Linked DNA regions of Sorghum bicolor: region 2 is linked to region 1. Evidence: chromatin contacts called from public HiCAR-type data. All regions are on one chromosome and are shown on one strand. Each heading gives the region's core, a stretch centred on a gene start, on an enhancer-like site or on the middle of the called end of the contact. The rest is flanking DNA. Distances are from core to core; before and after follow the strand shown.

Region 1 (4,211 bases), core at 780-3,279:
AAAAACTGTATAGAAGTGTTTTCTTTTTTTTTGCGGGCATGTATAGAAGTCATTTTTCTATTATGAAGGAACCAAGCTATTTTGAACACACACAAAAAAGAAAAACCAAGGAAAGTAGAAAACGTGCATTGATGAATAATTAAGCTTTTAGAAAGACTTGTACATCATCATACTCATGTAAGTGGAACCCCTGGGCTATATATGATGATGACCTGGCCTTCCTATTTTTTATTTATGCTAAAGCTGCCACAATTTTAACTAGAATTCAAATGTCCAGCTTCTAGTGCCACATCTGACTCTTATATGAAAAAGGTGCCATCATGATGCAGCTACCTCAAGAAACTCAAGGCAACTTTTGTTCAAATAATCTGTTGCCATCTTATGCTACACACAAACGTGCAAATTAAAAGAATACCACACTATCACGTTCACGGCTACCACAAAGAAAAAAAATCACCAGGGCCTTGTTTAGTTCAACCCAAAAACCAAAATCTTTTCAAGATTCCCCGTCACATCGAATCTTACGCCACATATATGGAGTATTAAATATAGACGAAAATAAAAACTAATTGCACAGTTTACCTGTAAATCACGAGATGAATCTTTTAAGCCTAGTTACTCCATAATTAGATAATGTTTGTCAAATAAAAACGAAAGTGCTACAGTTTCGAAAACTTTTCAGTTTTTTGAACTAACAAGCCCCAGTTCACGATCCGTACGTGGCGCTATCATGAGTGCGCATAGCAACAAACCCAGAGCTGTGCTGGCCTTGTCGGTGATGTAACACAAGCAAACGGAATATGTGTACATATTTGATTGATGTAGATGGCCATGAGCCAGCAGGAAACACACATTTGTCAAACACATGCCTGCATTTTGGTCACCAAATCATGCTATAATGTCAGCCTTTATGGCCAAACAAAAGGCTAGGATATATAAGATAAGCATTTCAAGCTAGATCCATGCAGGGGCCATGATGATTGATTGACAGAATATATGTCCTAAATTAATAATGCCCTTTCTTTGTTCCTCTTTCCTTGGATCACACTATTCTTAATCAAGTGCAATGATTTGTTCGATATAGGGATTACCAAAGAACCATAGACAGCACATGTTTGAAATTTCAAATTTAAATAAGGTGTATGATGGTAAATCTGTTGATTATGTAATAAAATAGAGATCAAGTTAACTGCAGCTGGCGCTGTCTGGATTTGGGAGAGACTGCTCAGTTTAAAAGCAGACATTTATGTTTAGGAGTATCTTAAAAAAAACGATTCAAGCAGAAACCAAGCAGGAGTACAGATTACATTAATATAAAGAAGAGTCCAAATGGAACAAATTAAGTTTGCGAACTAGAAATCCAAACACAAAAGTTAGAACTGATGTTGCAAATTTATTCATCATGCTCCTTTCCGATAGCACATTCATAACCAATACACAGACCACCTGCACTTATACTCCTGCATCCCAAAAATAAATTAATGCCTAGAATCACCATAATTCAAATTATCTTTAGTTCGGTCAACTTTATAGGAAAAAGTAACATGTCTTTGACACTAAATAAATATATTTTGAAAATGTATTTTATAATGTGTAGTGATACAAATTTGATGTCATAAATATTGATGTTCTTTTTCACAAATTTGATTAAAATTAAAATAGTTTAACTTAAAACTACTTTAAAAGTTGATTTAATTTAAAACAAGAGAGTAGACACTAATCAAATTGGAGTAAGTTAAGGAATGCGTTTATTAATCCTCTCTCTCTTTTTTTGCGATTAGCAGTTGTGAATTTAAAAATTAAAAGTTCACCAGAAAGGTAAAATACATAAGGATATATAGCTAGACTAGAAGAAAAGAAAAGGCGCGCGTAGGTGGCCGCAAGCCGACCTACAAAACCATCCGTATGTGCATGGGACAAGCACAAACATCTACACAAACACATCACCGTGAACCTTTTACGGTTTTGCCCCTACACTTTCGGTGGGACCCACATGCCAGCCGGTACTAATTGGTCTCTCTCCACCCATACCACTCTGCCCCCTCTCCCTTCAGTTCATTCACTCCTCTGAGCTCCTCTGAATAACCTCATTCGCCCTGCAGACTGCAGCTAGAGCTAGAAATAAACCCCGGCAAACGCGAACACCCGACGCCATGGCCAGGCCGCTCTCTTCCTTCTGCCTCCACCGGATCAGGTCCGGCGGTACTGCGTCCACTGCCGCACCGCTGTCGATATGCGCCAACAAGAAGACCTCCTTCGACGACGACGGCGGCGGTGGCATATGCAAGTCGCTGAAGGATGGCAAGCAGGAAGACGAGGAGGCTAACAAGAAGGGTGGCGTGGAGGCCGTCGTCGTGGGGAGGAAGGTGATGGTGGCGGCGGACGGCGGCAGCGAGGAGGCCCGGACGGCGCTGCAGTGGGCGCTGTCGCACGCCGTCCGGCCCTGCGACACGGTGGTCCTGCTCGACGTCGTCAGGGGCGGCGCCGGCGGCGGCAACGGCAAGAACCGTGCGTAAGCTGCGTAATCATCTAGTGTTTGCGTCCTGATTAATTACAAACTTCGATCATTACGTGTTTGAAGAACGAGGGAGATGGGTCTTTTCTTGTTTGGTGCATAATAATCATCTGAATTAAATTAGGACGCGATCCAAGAGGGAGTAGTCAGCACCTGGAGGCAATGAGGAGCATCTGCCAGGCCAAGAGACCAGAGGTAACAACTGCAATAATCACAAATGATACAGAGAAAAGAGGGCATGATTTTTCTTTCTGATAGTAGTAGTATTAGCTTCAAGAAGCATTAATTTAGCAAGTGGAATTATATGGACAAAGAAATGAAAAGTAAACTTGATGATGTATTAAAAGAACATCAAGATTTGCAAGGCGACACTAATTGCAATACTAATTTCGTCTCGCAACTAACTAACTTACTGCAAGATCAAAGATTAAGATTGGCATTGATGTTGTGGTGTTCCAAAGCTAGAACTGGTATGCATTCAATGTCTTATTAGTGACGGTGTATAAAGAGGAGTCCCTGATCTGATGCCATCCATTGCTGATAGCTCATAACTATTCCTGGTCCTTCCTCCTAAATAATTGACATCTTTGGATGGTACAGAAAGTATCTGTTGAGCAGGTCATCTCCTGCAGTCCTGCTCTGTTCTCTTTGGTACGTACATGCAACAGAATACATTGAATGTACAATAGTAGGATTCAATTGTTCACGAAGATCCATTTTTCTGTTGTTTGCGCCATAGTTTTGTGTCTGCCGAAATGCATAGCGCAACAGCACACCCCATAATCCCCAAATTTGGCTCAAAAAATGGAAATCTAGCATGTGTATGCCCCTATGATAATTAGTAGTCTTAGCAGAGATCTTTACTCTATTACCTAACCAGTAGCGTGGCTTTGACTGATGACGCCTGCTTGGAACACAAGAATTTTATACCGTCGGTACATTCTTCTTCTTTTTCCCCATAAATTCAACTTCTCTCCAAATCTACTGTCGAATTCAGTGTTCCAGACAAGGACCAATGTTTATTGATTCGTGCAATTCATGAAAATGACCTAGATTGTACCTTCCGTTGCTAGAATAATGTGAAGTGACATCACAGATTTCTGATGCTGTAAAAGTCTTTGCCGACACCCTAGTCCTCAGGTGGTCACTCCATGGCATATTTTTACCTTTGGTAGCATAGAAGAAAAACTGTCCCTCAATCAGTGAATGTCTCGCTTCTGCCAGTTTTTCTCTCATAACAAATCAGCGAACAATATTTTTAGCCATGTCAACCAAATGAACAAAACAGCACTCCAATAAGACATGGCTCCAATAGTACAACTGGTAGATAATCAGACAACTAAAAACAGTTCCCTGGCTACTTAAAAAAAGTCTTCCACTCCAACTGTCCAGCCAGCATGCCCACGAGACGACGATGGCATTCTATGCCAAACAGTATGCAAAGAAAAGAGGGCCCCATTACCGTCAGATCAAAGGGAAAGAACGAAAAAGATGCCAACAGCACAGAGCTGCAATTGCAAGCAAAGATCACACACATCTAAACAGCACAGAGCAGCATGCATGTGCTGAGCATCATCATCATGCATGCATGTCGTCCCAGACAGGATCATGGCCCCTCCATTTCCAGCTTGACTTTGATGCCCAATGCAAGCAGCTGACTGACGCGCGTGTACTAATGTGTTTGTTCTGCCATGTC
Region 2 (4,211 bases), core at 860-3,359, 74 kb before region 1:
CCCTCCATCTATTCGAGTATGTCAAAAACTTGAAATGTGCCCTTGGCTTCATCAAGCCATCAAGGGTTCTGTCCTTCGAATTTCATCAGAGAGATATAGAGCCCACAATTCGACAAATAACTTGATTTGCTTTATATCATCAAAGCGGAGAGTCATGGAGGAGCTAAGATAAATACATTTTTCTTTTAATAAAAAAAGAGAAAAATTGAATGAAATGCAATTTGTAGACTCTAAATTCTGTTGGATATACTTCTGTCACTGCCCCACCCCACACCAAAAGCTACTTGTGCACCTACACCTAGCTCTCTTAATCCACCGAAGCCACTTGCAAGTTTGTTGCAACCAATCACCTTCCATCATGCCCACCTGATACAAACCACAACCTGAATGCACACACCTAACAAATAGGCCTACTATGCCTCTCGCCATCAAATCTATGGCATGCTGCTACTCCAATGAATTGCTTTCACACCTAATAAGTAGAGCAAATACATTAATTTTCAATCTCCACATGTAAGAAAATACAAGAGATATGGTATACCTAAGCACATATATATAAATTGTAATCCTTCGTAATTTTGTAGGCTCTATTAGTTGTTGGTAACTGAGAGATCATTATACTCTGCTTTTTACATGTTATATTGGTTTTGTCTTAAGTCAAATATGTCTAACTTTAACCATCATTTTTTTAAAAGAAAAACATAGTTTAATAACATAAGATTTATGCTTTTAGATTCAGGAAATGCTCCATAATATGTAGTTCATATGTTGTGAAACTAAATGTTTTTTTAATTGATGATCAAAGTTAGGAATATTTGTCTTAGGACAAACCTAATATGACATGTAAAAAAATAGGAGTAGTTTCAATAGCAAGGCTTAGTAATTAAAATGTAAAATTCTGGCCATAACCAGACAAAACCTTAGCATATACATTAAGATTGGGCCTTTTTTATTGTTGCTTTCATAGACTAAACAAAATATATTAAAGTCTATTGACAAAACGAAGCTAAATGGAGCGCATGTCCTCTCTATTACTACCTCCGTCCATAAAAAAAAATGCAATTCTCACATTTCGTTGAGTCAAATCTATGTAAACTTTGACTAAAGTTATATAAAAAAGTATTAACACTCAGGAAACAAAAGATATCATCAGATTAGGTATCTATATATTTTTATAATAAATTTATTTAGAGATATAAATGCTAACTATAAACTTGATCAAATTTGAGCTAATTTTCACCGACACAATTCCCATAAATTGCATTCTTTTCTGAACGGAGCAAGTACCATCTTCTTTGTCACATTGTTTTAATCAATTGTCATAGCGAAGGTAATCAAAGAGAAAGAGCATAATGATGGATAGTGTAGAGTCTCTAGTTTTTTATAGGTCAAAACATACCTTAAATTATAATCATTATAAAAATCTGCTACATCACTGTTATCTAGCCATACTAATTGATCAAATCCAAAGCAAGCACCTAACATTGGGGCCTCTAGCAGTTTTGTGTGCCCTACCAAAACATGCTAAAAAACACATTATCTTTTGGCCCTTATTTGAGAACTAACAAACATAACGATCTATATTTAGGTGTGAGAAACACAGAATATGCATTGACGAATCAATTACCAAAGTTTCTATCAGATTAAAATCAACCCACATAAACATTACTGTAAGCATTCAAACAACTAGGTTTCACTAAACCCACAAATTTTGATGTGATTGTTGTAATCTATAAATCAGTGGCAAAGTTTAAGCAAATTAGACGAGTACCTACCTTGTGGTGCATAGACTTATATCATAGAATGTATATATAGTAAAATTTTAATTGTAGTTAAAGTTATTGAATTTATATTTTTCTAGGGATGCATCTGCACCCCTACCTATCACCTAATACCATAGATAGCCTGTTCGCTAATTTGTTACGAGAAAAAAATAGCTAATAAAATTTTAAAATCATTTAGATTATTCAGGATGCATTTGCACGCCTACCTACCATCTACTTTTGCCCCCGTGTTGTAAACCATCCATCACCATTTCGCCGGTTACCTTGTCAATGTCAAAGGGTAACACAACGATGAAATCTGATTATCGAATACCCGAGGGTGAGCAACGCAAAAGTTCCACCCACTAAAATAAGACGCCGCGAGTCATCGAGGGAGATGTGGTGCGTGCCTTCCTCTCCTGCGGCTCTGGGCAGCGAGCAGTGGTGGCCGCGGGATCCCCCGCCTCCTCCTCCCGGATCCGGCGACGAAGGTGCGTGCCCTTCGCCAAATCTGGCCCCGTGCCTTGGCCCGCTCCCGACACCCATTCCCCTTTGCCGCCATTCGGGCGATCCGGTAGAAATTTGTCCCGAATTTCTAGGCCCGGAGTTCGGCAGTTCGGGGTCTACTAAACTAGGACGGCCTGCTTGATGTGGCAGCTCAGTGCGCGTGTTCTCGCTGTTGTGGGTCGGGCTAATTGGGGCAGGATCTTCGCCTGAATTTTGCTGCTCGAGGTCTACGGAATGTGTCGGCGTTCGAGCCTCGCCTCGCCTCGCCTCGTTGTTGCTGCCTTCACGATGTGATCTGGGCTCGCGGTGCGCGGATTCAGATCCCAGCGCGAAGATTTGGCGGGGATGTGTTACTCGCTTTGCCACAGTTACCTGTCGTGGATTCGGGATTAGGCTCAGAGATTCGCTGATATCTGTTACTAAATTGTCTGTTGCACGACGCAAATTTAGTTCTTCTTTTCTTTTTGTGTGTAAGGTTTTCTCTTGTCGGTGTGATGATGACGAATGTAATTTATGTTGGAGGAACAGTGCCGTTGCCCAATTGGCCCTGCGTGTGTCACTATGGATGGGAAATTCTATATGTCACCATTTGTTGTTTGCTGCCGCTATCAGTGACTTGCACATCAGGAGGGGAGGGAGTTGAGGTGGATACATCAATAGGCTGTACCTGACCAATTTCTTTAGACGTGTAGCACTTTTCTCTTAACTAATAATTGAGCAGAGCTTGTCGCACTAGTTTATTATTATTCCTTGTGTGTGGTTCAACAACATTGCTTAAAAAGGAAGCAATGAAAAGTATCAAACCGCAGTTAATTAATGGTTTCAGTTTTACGGACTCAGTCAGAATCACACGCCTTTTTGTTTTTGGGGTGGGGCCATGGGGGCTAAGAGGTGCGGTGGAGAGGATGGTTGATCAGCAATCAAAATCTGCTCTTATATGTGCCTACTTATATACATCATTATATGTGTAATATGTTATTGTGGACGTGCCCCTTAGCTTAGGGCACGAGCAATGCAAGCTAGCAGCGTTCTTAGCCTCAACCAAAGTTCATGCTCCACATCTATGATGACACGTTTGTGGTCACCGGTCTCACAGCACAGACATATAAACTGCTCTCGACTCCATATCAACGCGAGCGCAACCCGGCCAGTACCTTTATTCCTGGTCCCACCATACATATCACTTTCCCCATTGCAGCTTCCCTTCTTCCCAGGCTCTTGCAAGCTTCAGATTGGTGCGATCCCCACCAAATTCCAATTGAGACTGCCCCCCATCACCTTCAATTGATATGCTGTCACTTAATTAGGCTTCTAGCATGTTAATCTGTCATCTCATTACATCCTCTCCAGTAAATAATACACAACTTTGTCCAACGATCCTCTGCGGAGCTCGCTCGCCACTGGTCCTTGATCTGCTGGCCGCCGGGTCTTTCATTTGCGTACCTCGCTTGGATTGACCTTTGTGAGTCGATGGACTGCTCTAGCCCTTTCTCCCAATTTCTTGTGGTTATTGTTGCATGTACTATTTGCCGGCATTGTTGGACAGAAGCCATGGATGGAGGTTTATTTGCTGATGCTGCTCTATGTGCACCACCTCCTTGGTTTGTTGCTGTCCTCTTGACGTGGTCCCAACTACCAAGCAAGCATTCGTCATGCTAGGGTCTATCTTCTCCACATGCGAGCACCAGCTGTTGCTTCGGCCTTTTGTCACATGAGGCCTATGCTGCTTCTGAAGGTTCTTCTGACACCCTGTAAGACCACCGTTTGGTGTGACATGGATGCTTGGCGCTGACATGTGGAAGAGGAAATCTAGCTACTAGATGCTGGCAACAGAACAGCTTTACAGTATAGTGTTTGTAGCAACAAATAAAAGAGCACCAGTGAAATTCCTTTGGTTGTTAAGCATGGATGCTGTCTTCTGGAACTTTATTATTGTGCTGT

Evidence for each region. HiCAR-type assays count read pairs that join an accessible place to other places.
Region 2: a HiCAR-type map of leaf shows a contact between it and region 1, with 2.7 times the contacts expected there. The contact joins the promoter of LOC110429690 here to the promoter of LOC8064295 in region 1. A contact is called at or near these places in 1 of 4 Hi-C or Micro-C datasets (leaf) and 1 of 1 datasets of contacts at active chromatin or transcription factors (leaf).

What each region holds. Positions count from the first base shown.
Region 1 is chr8:48,982,901-48,987,111 of Sorghum_bicolor_NCBIv3, reverse strand. It overlaps LOC8064295, which reads left to right and starts at 2,029. Exons shown (of 3, transcript XM_002443173.2): 1 at 2,029-2,508; 2 at 2,640-2,710. The coding sequence starts at 2,154.
Region 2 is chr8:49,056,840-49,061,050 of Sorghum_bicolor_NCBIv3, reverse strand. LOC110429690 (protein SPIRAL1-like 3) reads left to right here and starts at 2,109. Exons shown (of 3, transcript XM_021446050.1): 1 at 2,109-2,254.